Regions from separate parts of the Sus scrofa genome. Here region 1 is linked to region 2. The links are chromatin contacts, called in public Hi-C maps. All regions are on one chromosome and are shown on one strand. The core of a region is the stretch at or near the end of the contact, and the rest is flanking DNA. Distances in the headings are between cores, read along the strand shown. Region 1 has its middle 12 kb from the start of MYCL. Region 2 overlaps BMP8B (bone morphogenetic protein 8B).

What was found. Hi-C and Micro-C count contacts between places; a contact is called where the count stands out from the background.
Region 1: a contact with region 2 is called in a Hi-C map of liver, with 2.0 times the contacts expected there. The contact joins two enhancer-like sites. A contact is called at or near these places in 1 of 5 promoter capture datasets (liver) and 3 of 47 Hi-C or Micro-C datasets (embryonic fibroblasts and liver).

The regions. Positions count from the first base shown.
Region 1 is chr6:95,711,922-95,717,917 of Sscrofa11.1, reverse strand. No RefSeq gene overlaps it. Among named protein-coding and RNA genes, the nearest start is that of MYCL, 12 kb to the right of the region's middle. Within about 2 kb of position 3,822, at least 9 of the 83 cell types and tissues checked have an H3K27ac peak or open chromatin away from gene starts, as enhancers often do. A contact at or near this core is called in liver, where this site is marked.
Region 2 is chr6:95,568,537-95,574,516 of Sscrofa11.1, reverse strand. BMP8B (bone morphogenetic protein 8B) reads left to right here. Exons shown (of 8, transcript XM_003356326.5): 4 at 878-970; 5 at 973-1,071; 6 at 1,848-1,927; 7 at 2,400-2,510; 8 at 4,233-5,815. The coding sequence ends at 4,382. Among named protein-coding and RNA genes, the nearest start is that of PPIE, 23 kb to the right of the region's middle. Within about 2 kb of position 2,811, at least 4 of the 83 cell types and tissues checked have an H3K27ac peak or open chromatin away from gene starts, as enhancers often do. A contact at or near this core is called in liver, where this site is marked.

The sequences.
Region 1 (5,996 bases), core at 2,573-5,072, 140 kb before region 2:
CCCTGTTCCTCAGTCCACCTGCAGAGGGGTACTGGGGAGGGGTCCAGTGCTGCAGGTGGAGGGCAAGGCCCCCTGGGGAGGCAGCTGGACCCTCCTCTCCTCTTCGCTTTACATTTTCCAATCCCTTCAATGTCCTTAATCCCTTAATGTAAACAGGTCCTCACCATCCATCCCAGGCCTTCCGTTCTCTCCCCCTGCCCCCCCCCAAAGGAATGATCTTACCTACTCCCCAGGCCTCCTGTCTCACCACTGACACATCATAGGGCTGGCTCTCCTCTGTCAGACCTCATGACTGATGCAGACTCTCAGACCCCACATGGCTAAAAACAGACCCATTCCCTCCTCCTCTGGACCCTCAGGTCAGTGAGTGGGTTTACCTCCCACCCACCCATTTCTCTCTCCCCCATACCCCACATGCTGTCAATTCTACTTTCAAAATACCTGTCACCTGTCTGCTCCTTCTCTCCATCTCCATTCCACTTCCTGGTAAGGTCTCCACATCTTCCACCCAATCACTAGTGTCTAGCCAGCCCAGCTATGAAAACTCAAAGGACTTCAGAGCTTTTCTTGGTTCAGGGGGTTCAAATGGCAAAAAAATGGTCCCATTCTGACACATTTAAGCTTTTTTTTTTTTTTTAGATGTCCCAGAAGGCAACATTTAAAAACCAGGGCAATCAATAACCACAATTTAAATATAATATATAATATCTGCCTTTCAAAATAAATTTGCCTGGCAGACCCTTGCAACAGGGGAATTGCCCAAGAGGTTTTTGTTTTGTTTTTTTCTGGTACAACAATTAACACCATTTTGCAAAAGAAGTATGAAAATATGCTATAAATAAAGAGACTGCCTCTAGCATAATACTCAACAGCAGCTTATGAAACACAAGCTTCCCAGACCATCAATCTTTTAAAAAGAAGCCCAAATCTGAGTTTTAGATGAAGTGTCACAATTTTGAAATGTTGACAATCAGTTCTTAAAGTCTTTAAAAACCACTGTTCATGCCTTCAGTATGCTGCTTAGGGCCCCCTGTAGTGCACCCTCCACATGGCTCTTGAAATGGTCTTTTGCAATAATAAAAAGGATTTTGTTTAAAAAAACAACAAAAACCCTACACTTAAATGCTGACTGATTGCAGACATGATTCTAAGTGCGTCACTTGGAATTAATTTAATCCAATGGGCTACCTCCACTCACTTAAGTCAACATGTCCCCCACCTTCCCCCGCTGGAGGTCCAGAGCGGTTAAGTCATTTTCCTAAGTTAACACAGCTAGTGAGTGGAGGAGCCAGGGTTCTTATGCAGTCATCTGCCCACAAAGCCAGGACCTGTGAAGGTCCTTGGGATCCTGAACCAGGTCCTCCTGCCCAACAGTTCAATAACTGATGCCTGCATGAATGAGCGAGTGCGTGAACAGAGGAATGAAAAGACAGATCTAGGCTTCTCAGCCCAGTTACTACCTGCCTGAAATGACGCGGGCCCCGCCCCAGCAGCGAACGCCAAGAACGCGCGCCAAGGGGTCCGCGGCGACTCAGCAGGGAGCGGGCTTGCACAATGCAGGTGCCGGCTGCTCCCTCCCTTCCGCCACTTTGAGGCTCCCGGACAGCCCCGGCCACTGCTTCCTGCGCACACCCCCGAGGCCTGCGACATCCGGCTGCCCCCCCTCCGGCCTGAAATCCCAGCCCTGGAGTCGGGGAGGGGGACGGCCCTCAGCATTTGGGCGGAGGGCTGCTTTCCAGTCCACTTCCTGGCTGTGTGCTTGGGACAAATCCGTGCCATCAGGGATTTGTTGCATCCTGGTCCTTCCTATCCCACGCCCGTTCCTTGACACACAGAGTCAAGGTGATCCAGCACCTACCACCCCACCCCTCCACAAATAGAATTATAATAGCTTCTGCATCAGGGAACACCTTCTCCGTGATGGAAGGTCCAGCTGAGGGCTCTACAGATAAACCTGGTTTAATCTTTGCAAGGGCCATGCGTGATGACTCTTCTATCCCTATCTGACAAGTGCGGAGACTGAAGCCCAGATCAGTTAAGTGCCTTTCTCAGAGCATGCAGTGAGGGGGCGGAGGAGCTCAGAGCTGTCTGACGCCAGTGTCTTGCTCGCTCCTGCACAGTGTTCCGCGTAGCGGCTCCAACATTATGGCCCAGGGACTTGAGCCAGGCCTCGAAGACAGACCCAGGGGTTTCTTCCCTGGCCTCAGAAAGCACCTCTTCTTCTTCCTCCTCCTCTTCTTTTTCTTCCTCTTCTCCTCCTCCCCCCTCCTTCTTCTTCTCCTCCTCCTCCCCCCTCCCCTGCCTTCTCCCCTCCTCCTCCTCCTCCTTTTTTTTGGTCGTCCCACTAGGGCAGTTCCTCCACCAGGGATCAGATCCGAGTTGCAGTTGTGACCTACACCACAGCTATGGCAAAGTGGAATCCACTGTGCTGGCCGGGGATTGAAGCTTTGACCTGGCGCTGCAGAGATGCCACCGATCCCGTTGTGCCACAGCAGGAACTCTGAGTCCCCCTTCTGATGGGGCAAAACTTTCTAGTGCTGGATGACCTCAGAACTTGCAGAAAGGCATGCCTGAGCTCCTAAGCGCAAAGAGACTTCAGGTGAAAGGAGTACATTGCACAAAGCCTGAGACTGAGAGAGGACCTTTAGGCTGAGCTCCTGCAACAACATGACAATGCTCCACCCACTGCCCTGTCACTGAACCCCGCTACAGCTTCTGTCTGCCGAAATTGGGTCCTCCATCGCTGGGGACATCTCTGAGTGTTTGACAAGACCTCTGTAAAAGCCCATCTTCTCTCTGCAAGATTTTTTTTTTTTTTTTTTGGTCTTTTTTTGGGGGCTGCGCCCATAGCATTTGGAGGTTCTCAGGCTAGGGGACCAATCTGAGCTGTAGCTGCCGGCCTAGGCCAGAGCCATAGCAATGCCAGATCTGAGCCACATCTGCAACCTACACCACAGCTCAAGGCAACGCCAGATCCTTAAGCCCTGAGCAAGGCCAGGGATCGAACCCGCAACCTCATGGTTCCTAGTCGGATTCATTAACCACTGAGCCACAACGGGAACTCCGCACAAGATTTAATGTGGGGAAGGCATAGGCAGTGATGTCCTGGTTAATATTTAACAACTGGATGGGATTTGGGAACATTCTGATTTGTAGCATTTGCAGGCTTCCACGAGTTAATACTCCACCATGGCCAATGTCAAGCTATCAACGTTGGATGAACCATAGCTCACCACTCTGTAGTACTTCCACCATAACAAACACAATAGATAACAGTAAAATATAGTAAAATAAATGGGGAATTATAAGTCTGGAGTCTCTTCTATCTTTCTTGTTCTCTCTCTCTCTTTTTTTAATGGCTGCACCTATGTCAGAAGGAAGTTCCCAGGCTAGGGGTCAATTTGGAGCAGCAACTGAGGCCTATGCCACAGCCACAGCCACATTGGATCTGAGCCTCGTCTGCAACATATCCAGCAGCTTGTGGCAATGCCGATCCTTAACCCACTGAACAAGGTCAGGGATCGAACCTGCATTCTTGTGGATACTATTTTGGGTTTTCAACCTGCAGAGCCACAAGGGAACTCCTATCTTTGTTTTTAATATTTATTTAAACATAAACTTATATAACAGTTTTCAATGACCACGTGTAACAACCAGCTCTCACATTTCCAGAAAATGCAACCACCAGCTGGTACAATCAATTCCAGCACAGCACGGCACCTAGGTCCCTCAGGCCCTGGTCCTGGCAGCTCCATCCGCTTTTTCCAACCTCGGGACTTCTCCGCTCAGGACTTAACATCTCTCTAGCCTGGGTTTCCCTCTAGTGGACAGAAGAGTCATTCCAGGTGATTCTCTGGCTCCGCCTAGAGCTCAGAACCCAGTGCAGGGTGTGGGTGAGGTTTTGTCATCCCTCATGGAAAAATTTTCTCAAGGGGAACGCACAGGGTTTCACAATTGCCCTTACGCACGAGGTGCCTGGTATTCCACATCTCTGAGGGGCGGTGCCTGGAAGGCCACTGGGTTTTAGCCATTATCCGCCTTTCCAGAGCTTCTCGAAAATCCCATCTCATGCCCCAAGTAACAGCTCAGGCTGGTGACGTCACCTCCCCCCACTCCCCGCAGGTCTATCTGTAAAAAAGGCAAACTGGTGAGATCCCATTTGTGTTAGGGATGAAGCTGTCACATAACTCACAGCCCACTAGTGGTGAAACATTGGTGAGGACCGGTCATCTGCGTTGGGCACATATGAGAAAACGGAATCAGTTAGAGGCAAAGCTGGGGCTCAGGACTTCCCCACTTGCATTATGCTTGGACTTTGCTCTTCCAGAAGAGAACTTTCCAAAGCACGGATAGATCTGTGTCACTCCTCCACTCCCAAACCTCCGATAATTCTCTGCTGCTTTCAGCTTCAGGACAAGCTTCTTAACCAGATATGCAAGGCCTTGATTGAGACCCAACATGTACTGTTTCCCTTGAATCTCCAAAGAAAGAAAGAAAAGAAAACTGATGGTTTTAAAATTCTCTTCCCGCCCTTTGCAAACAGTATCTTATTTAATTCTCCAATACTGCTACTAGATAAGGATAACCACTTTCTCGATGGAAAAAAAACAGAGAGGCAGTACAAGTGTGATACTGCTTACAAACAGAAATTTTATATTTAGGGAGTTCCTGTTGTGGTGCAGCGGAAATGAATCTGACTAGGAACCATGAGGTTGGGGGTTCGATCCCTGGCCTTTCTCAGTGGGTTATGGATCCAGCGTGGCCGTGAGCTGTGGTGTAGGCCAGGAACTGTAGGTCCAATGTGACCCCTAGTCTGGAAACTATATGCCATGACTGCGGGCCCTCAAAAGCAAAAAAAAAAAAAAAAAAAAAAAAGACATTTTATATTTAGCCTTTTTGCCTTTGTTCTAGAAAGCTGTCCCTGTCTCTCTAGACCTGGATCCTTCCCCAGGCTGGCTGCAGAGTGAGAGCAAGTTCTCCAGAACTCATTTCTCATTGCACTCAAGGCAAGGCCACATTTCTTAGGGTTCTAAGGAAAGGACTGATTTTCAGTGAAACTCAAGCAGAGCCACAGACTTGGGATACGAAACCAGAATTTAATCTGATTACATTTTCTGGTGTTGACGCCAGAGTTCTTCCTCTCCCCGCCTTCCCCCTTTCTCTTCCTTAAGTCTCCCTTCTCATCTTCTCCCACCTTCACCCCCTTAACTTCCACTGGAATCCTAAACATCTTTAAGGCTCAGATCAAATGTCCCTCCTCCAGAAAGCCCTCTCAGACCACCTGGCTCAGGAATCTGCCTAATGAAAGTGAGAATTGTTGCGATTTGAAAGGAAGAACAGATTTCTGGCTAAACATAAGGACTGATCACATGTGTTTATCTCCACTGATTCCTGGAATTCCACTAAAGTGACAGTAAATGGATTAAGAAAAATAGTATAAACTCACAGGGGAAGGGAATGACTATTTAATGGGTGTGGCTTTTCTTTTGGGGGTGATGAAAATGTTCTGGAAATAGTGGTAATGGTTGCACAAAAAAGAAAAAAAGAAAGAAATTGGAGACATTGAACCGATACCTTGTACCATGCACAAAATTTAATTCAAATGGATCAAAAACCTAAATGTAAAAGGTAAAACTCAAAACCTCTTGGAAGAAAACATAGGGATAAATCTACATGATTTGGGAGTTCCCATCGTGTCTCAGCAGTTAATGAATCTGATTAGCATCCACGAGGACGAAGGTTCAATCCCTGGCCCTGCCCAGGGGGTTAAGGATCCGGCATTGCCGTGAGCTGTGGTGTAGGTTGCAGACGTGGCTCAGATCTGGCATTGCTGTGGCTGTGGTGTAGGCCAGCAGCTACAGCTCTGATTAGACCCCTGGCCTGGGAACCTCCATATGCCGCAGCTACAGCCCTCAAAAGACAAAAAAAAAAAAAAAAAAATCTCAGAGAGATACTAGTTTACACCTGCTACGAGGGCAATAACCATGATACTAATA
Region 2 (5,980 bases), core at 1,562-4,061:
AAGAGAAACAAAGATAGTTTCATTGATGGTGTGGACTTTTCCAGGGATAATCAGTGTGTTTTTCCTGCGTCCTCAGTCTTTAAGTGGCTGTGGATAAAATTCTACTTTTACAAGCATCACTGTTCCTCGGCTGAGGCCCCAGTTATGTCCCTGCCCACAGTCTTTTCTCTCTCTTCCCTTTTATACCACAAACCCAGTGGTTAAGAACTTAAATGGATAAGAACTTGGACTCCAGAATTAGACCTCGGTGGTTGAATCCAGGTTAGGGACTTGGGGCCAATGTCTCTGCCCGCTGAGCCTGGAGTCTCTTTGGGGGCATCAGGGGACAGTGAGTGGCCTGCTCTCGGGTGGTGCTGAGCAGAGCAAGCATGAAGCCCTGGCAGTGCCCCGGTGGCTGGGGGTTGTAAATCCCACCCTGCTCCCCAGAAGGTGTGGGGTGGAAGGTGGAACTTGGGCCTCGGAGCCCTGAGACGTGGGACCTGGTGCCGAGGGTCCCTGGCAGCGAGGCTCTGGGCCGTCACTGAGGGGCCCTGACATTTCTCAGTGAAGGGTGGGCTCCGGCATCACTATGAAGACTGGCTGAGATCACCACGTGACCTGGCCGGAAGCTGCAAAGCACTGTCACAACTGGCAGTGCCCAGGACCATCATTAACCCCCAGTCCTGGGCTCGAGAGGCCCCTCCCCTGTCCCCTGCAGACCCGCTGGGAGCTGGGGCTGGACGTGGGACTCGGGGCTTCAGAGGAGGAAACTGAGGCACAGTGGGTCCCCTGAAGCCTCAGCCTCCCTGCCCCCGGCCAGCCCACAGGGGGGTCCCCGCTGTGTCCCGTGCAGGTCCCTGCCCGCAAGTGACCACCCTCTCTGCTCTCTCTGTCTCAGGGCGCAGCGTGGATCCTGGCCTGGCCGGTCTGCTGGGGCGACAGGCCCCGCGCTCCAAACAGCCTTTCGTGGTCACCTTTTTCAGGGCGAGCCCGGCCCTGTCCGTGCCCCTCGGGCGGTGAGGCCCCTGAGGAGGAGGCCGCCGAAGAGAAGCAACGAGCTGCCGCCCCCGAACAAACTGCCTGGGATCTTCGGTGAGCCCGGGGCCCGGGGTTGGGGGGACTGGCACCCTCCTGGCTCGGGGTGGGGGTCGGGGGGTCAAGCCAACGGTCACCTGGCCACCTTTCCCGACACCCTTTGCCCCTGCACCTCGGGGCCAGTCACTGTCCCCCTCAGGACTCTGAGCATCTGCCCTTGAGTCCCTGCTGCCCCGAGGTCCCTTCTCTGGCTTCCCAGGCCCACCAGGCACCCCCCACCCCCAGGGCTCCATCAGCGTCAGCTGCCCCTGGTGGCCCTCGGTGCTGTCCTAGGCGCCCTGCAGGATGCGGTGTTTATGTGATGGTGTCCCCACCACCCAGCCCCTAGGGACCAGGATGGGCCTAACCCGCCAGGAGCCCTCCTTTCCCTCACGGGGAGTCGGCCTTTCTGGGCCTCAATGGGAGCCCTTGCCCTGCGGGACGAACAGGCAGGAGAGGTGGACGAGGTCAGGGGTGTCTCTGGAGGAAAGGAGGTCCAGCCCTGGTGGCTGAGGGTCCCTGGGCCATTTATTGGACCCCCAGGAGGCCCACAGGGTGAGAGTCAGGGGAGGCTGAGCTGAGTGTGGGGCGACTCTGTATCCGTGGGGAGCTATCTGGAGCCATGGAAGGTTCTTGAGGTGTCGTGTCACCAGCAGTTGCAGAGATGGGCTTTATGCGACCCCATGTGTTAGTTTCTCCTCTCATTTATTCAGCAAGTATGCCCTTTAGAGCAGGAACTCTAGCTGCACAGAGAAGGAGCCCCAGCAATGACCTTGCCTCGTCTGCCCCCACAGATGACGTCCACGGCTCCCACGGCCGACAGGTGTGCCGTCGGCACGAGCTCTACGTCAGCTTCCAGGACCTGGGCTGGCTGGTAACGTTCCCTCTCCTTCCCCCCCGGCAAGTGTCTGTCCAAGGGGAGGCCCAGTTATGGGGGAGTTTGATTTTCTTCTGTGTTCAGCAAATTGACTAAAGGGAGACTATGCTGCTTTTACAGTGAAAAGTGCTTTTCTATAAAAACCAGGCAAAAGGGAGAGAGTCTGACTCCTCAGCCATAAAATGTCAGATCTGCAGCAGGAAATCTGAAGCCAGGGTGGATGGTATCTCTGGCCTTTGCTGTGACTGGAGGCCGGCTGGGGAGGAAGCTGGGCGCTGATGGAACATGACGGGGGCAGAGCTCGGGCCCAGCCCCCATCTGCTGAGAGTCTTCAGGGGGACACTGCCCTGGGAGGGGTCCTGAGGCTGAGGGAGGGTGAGGGGCAGCCCTGAGTGGTGCTGTAGCAGGTGCTGGACCCAGGGCTTGGGAGGGGAACATGGATGAGCCTCACCTTCTCTCTTTACCCCAGGACTGGGTCATCGCCCCCCAAGGCTACTCAGCCTATTACTGTGAAGGGGAGTGCTCCTTCCCGCTGGACTCCTGCATGAACGCCACCAACCACGCCATCCTGCAGTCCCTGGTCAGTACCGCGTTCCTCCTGCCTGGATACAGGGGAGAGGGGCGCCCGCAGCCAGGAGGTGACGGCAGCACTGCTCATGTCAGGGACTTTCCCTATGTGGAAACCATCATGCACGCAGCGCAGTGAACTCCCTCATCCGGAGGGAATCAGGTCCCCTGTGGCCACTCTATGCAGAGCCCCTGGGGCATCTGAACTTTCGGGCACCAGACCCTGGCTGCTTGGTGTGCACACACATATGCGTGTGCACTCCATGGGCCCGTGGGGACGCTCAGGTAGGAGACTCAAAGGGGCCCCCTGCTGGTGATCAAGGGCACAGCATGTTCATAACAGACGGGCATCCTCACAGCTATCTCTGCACCCAGAACACACATGTGCCCTTGTTCACTGGTTTGTTCAGCCTCCTGCATGTGACACAAACCCTCAGGGGTGGGGTAAGTGAGTGTGTGTGCCTTCTCCCCCTCTTCCTGTGCAGGAGTCGCTGGGTGCCCTGTGCCCTCCTGGCTTTGGCTTCCCCTCCTGCTCCTCTGCCACTGGCCCTTTCTCCTGGGTCGCTCTCAGCTCTTTGTGCTCCTACACATTGCAGAGATTTTTTTTTTTTTTGTCTTTTTTGTCCTTTTAGGGCTGCTCCTGCGGCAATATGGAGCTTCCCAGGCTAGGGGTCTAATTGGAGCTATAGCTGCTGGCCTACGCCAGAGCCACATCAACACCAGATCCAAGCTGTGTCTGTAAACTGCACTACAGCTCATGGCAACGCCAGAACCTTAACCCACTGAGCAAGGCCAGGGATCGAACCCGTAACCTCATGGCTCCTAGTCAGATTCATTTCCACTGTGCCACGACGGGAACTCCACATTGTAGAGGTTTTGATGCCCCAGTGTCTGGGGTAACTTCAAACCCTGAAAAGTCCTTTCTAATAGGAACACTGTTGCTGCTGCTTATTGCTTAGTGTTTCACATGTTTTCTCAGGCTCAGAACATTGATCTGGACACTCTAGTTAGAGGTTGTGTCAATATTTTTGTGGAGGCTGCGATAGCTGACTCAGTTGGGCTGGGTTTGGGGCAGAGCCCTTTGGAGGAGGGTAGCAGGATCCCTGCACCGGGTCCCAGTCGAGCTTGGGTGTCAGCCATGCGACTGTGCGTGTGACGTGGCTCCTGTGCCCTCAGTGGTCCTCTGCCCAGAACAGTCCCTGCCTCGTTGTTATAAGGGTGAAGCTGTGTTGAGAAACAATAGTGTCCAACACCCCGAGGGTGAGCCTGGAAGTCTGGGTGTCAGCTGGTGTTGCTTGGACATTCACGGCTCTCAGTCTGGAGGGGCAGATGGACCAGAAATAGCTGATGTGGACAAGACACATCAGGGACATTACAGAAATGCAGGGAAGAGAGGGGAGCAGCAGAGACCCAGGGAGCAGTGCTGCAGGGCGCCAGGCAGAAGCGCCGGCACACATGCTGGGGACAAGCAGGATCTGAGTTGTCCTGTCTGAGGGGAGGGGGTATGGCAGGTGCCCAGGCTGGGCCTGAGGGCAGCGGGCAGGGCACGGGTCAAGGAGGGCAGGGCGGGGGCAGAGCCCAAGCCTGCACCTGCCCAGCCGCAGGTGCAGATAGAGCCGAGGCAGCTTGAGCAGTTGGAGCCCAAGTGGCAGGAACTTGGGGGCTGGAACTGGGGGGGTTCCCAGGAGGAGCCCACAAGTCTCACACCTCGGCCTGCCACCCTCTCCCCCGCCAGGTGCACCTGATGAAGCCAGATGCGGTCCCCAAGGCATGCTGCGCGCCCACCAAGCTGAGCGCCACCTCCGTGCTCTACTACGACAGCAGCAACAACGTCATCCTGCGCAAGCACCGCAACATGGTGGTCCGGGCCTGTGGCTGCCACTGAGGCCATGCCGGGCCTTGGCGCTGGCCCCCACCCGGACAGCCCTCCACAGGCTGGGACCCCCCAACACCGTCACAGCTCGGGCAGGCAGCCCATATCCTGTCAGGGCCGGTTCTCTCCAGGCCCCTCTGCCCCCTCCCTGCCTGAGGTCGTGATGGAACTCTGGCCTCCAGTCCTGGTGGTCTGAGTCATCAAGCAGGGGTCTACCCCAGCCCCCTTCCCAGAGGCACGTGCTGATTGTCCTTCGAGGTTGGCAGCGTCCTGTCTGAGGATCTGCCCTTGTCCACTGCTGGCCCAGCGTCCTGTCTGAGGATCTGCCCTTGTCCACTGCTGGCCCAGCTACGGCCGGGCGTGCGATGAACTCAAAGGCCTCTGGAACCCTGGATGGCTCCCTCAGGCCCTTCACCATTCATGATGGGGTTTGGGGATGCGTAGACGGGTCCTGGCCCATTTCCAGTTCCCTGCCCTTCCCAGGTACTGGGCGCTTCTGGGCACTTTCGTTGCCCAGTGTGGCATTGCCCTCAGTGTTCTATATTTGGGGCTCTGAATTACCAAATCGCTGGCCACAAGGACACATGTGGGTCACCTCCATCCAGAAAGAGCTGAATGAACATGATTTAGGGCCAAGGCCAATGGCATTTATCTTCCCTCTCTTCCTGCCTTGATCTGCTTCTGCTGTCTCAGGAAGAGACTTTGGGGGAACAAAAAATCTTGGGGGCTTCATTGACCCCCATCTGTCTGTCACCATGTTGAACCATCAGGAGCTCAGCTCTGCAGAAAAGTTATCTTTTCACTGAATCAAGTATGGTGGATACATCACGTGGCCCAGGATGGCAGCGCCCAGCACAGATGATACAACCTCCTTTACCTTGTGCACAACAGTCAGTAATCAACCTCAATCTTTTCTTTCACAGCTGGAATTTCAAAATGATGAGCACAGAACTCTAGCTGGCACCGCAACAGATGAGAGTTGGCATGTGATGTGAAAACTGTCTGCCATCTCCTGCTAAGGAGCCATCCACTGTGCCTAGAGCAACGCATCTGGGACACTGGGTGGCCTGGGGTCAGGTGTGGGGCAAAGGCAGGGCTTGTCAGCACCTGCCCATGTCCGGAAGTTGTCAAAAACAGGCTGGTCACCCAAGTCACATCACCCTATGTGCCCAGGAGCCCTGCTCTTATTTCTTGGGGCCTGTGAGCCAAAGAAGAGTCCCCTGTCCCAGGGGAGTGACAGGTGGCAATTAGGCTGAGCTGGGTGGGGAAGTTCTCGGAAACCACTGTTCTCCTTGGAGCAGCCGCCAGCAGCTGGAGTATTTATTTGATTTCTGACTTGCTAAGCCTGTAATTTACCTGCTAGAGCAGACAGAGTCCAGCTGCCCAAACTGTGTCATTAAAAGCAGATCCGGGGCCCGCCCCAACCCACGGGCACAGCCCAGGAAGCGTGTCCTTGGAATTCACTTTGCGCCCCTGAACCTACTCTCTGGGAACGCAGGTCTGGCAGCAGGGGTGGAGGCTGGGCCTTGCTGCGGGACAGCAGCCCCTCTGCCTGGACCTGGGAGGGACTCTGGGAGCAGTGCACAGGAAGAGACCCTCCTTATGGACAC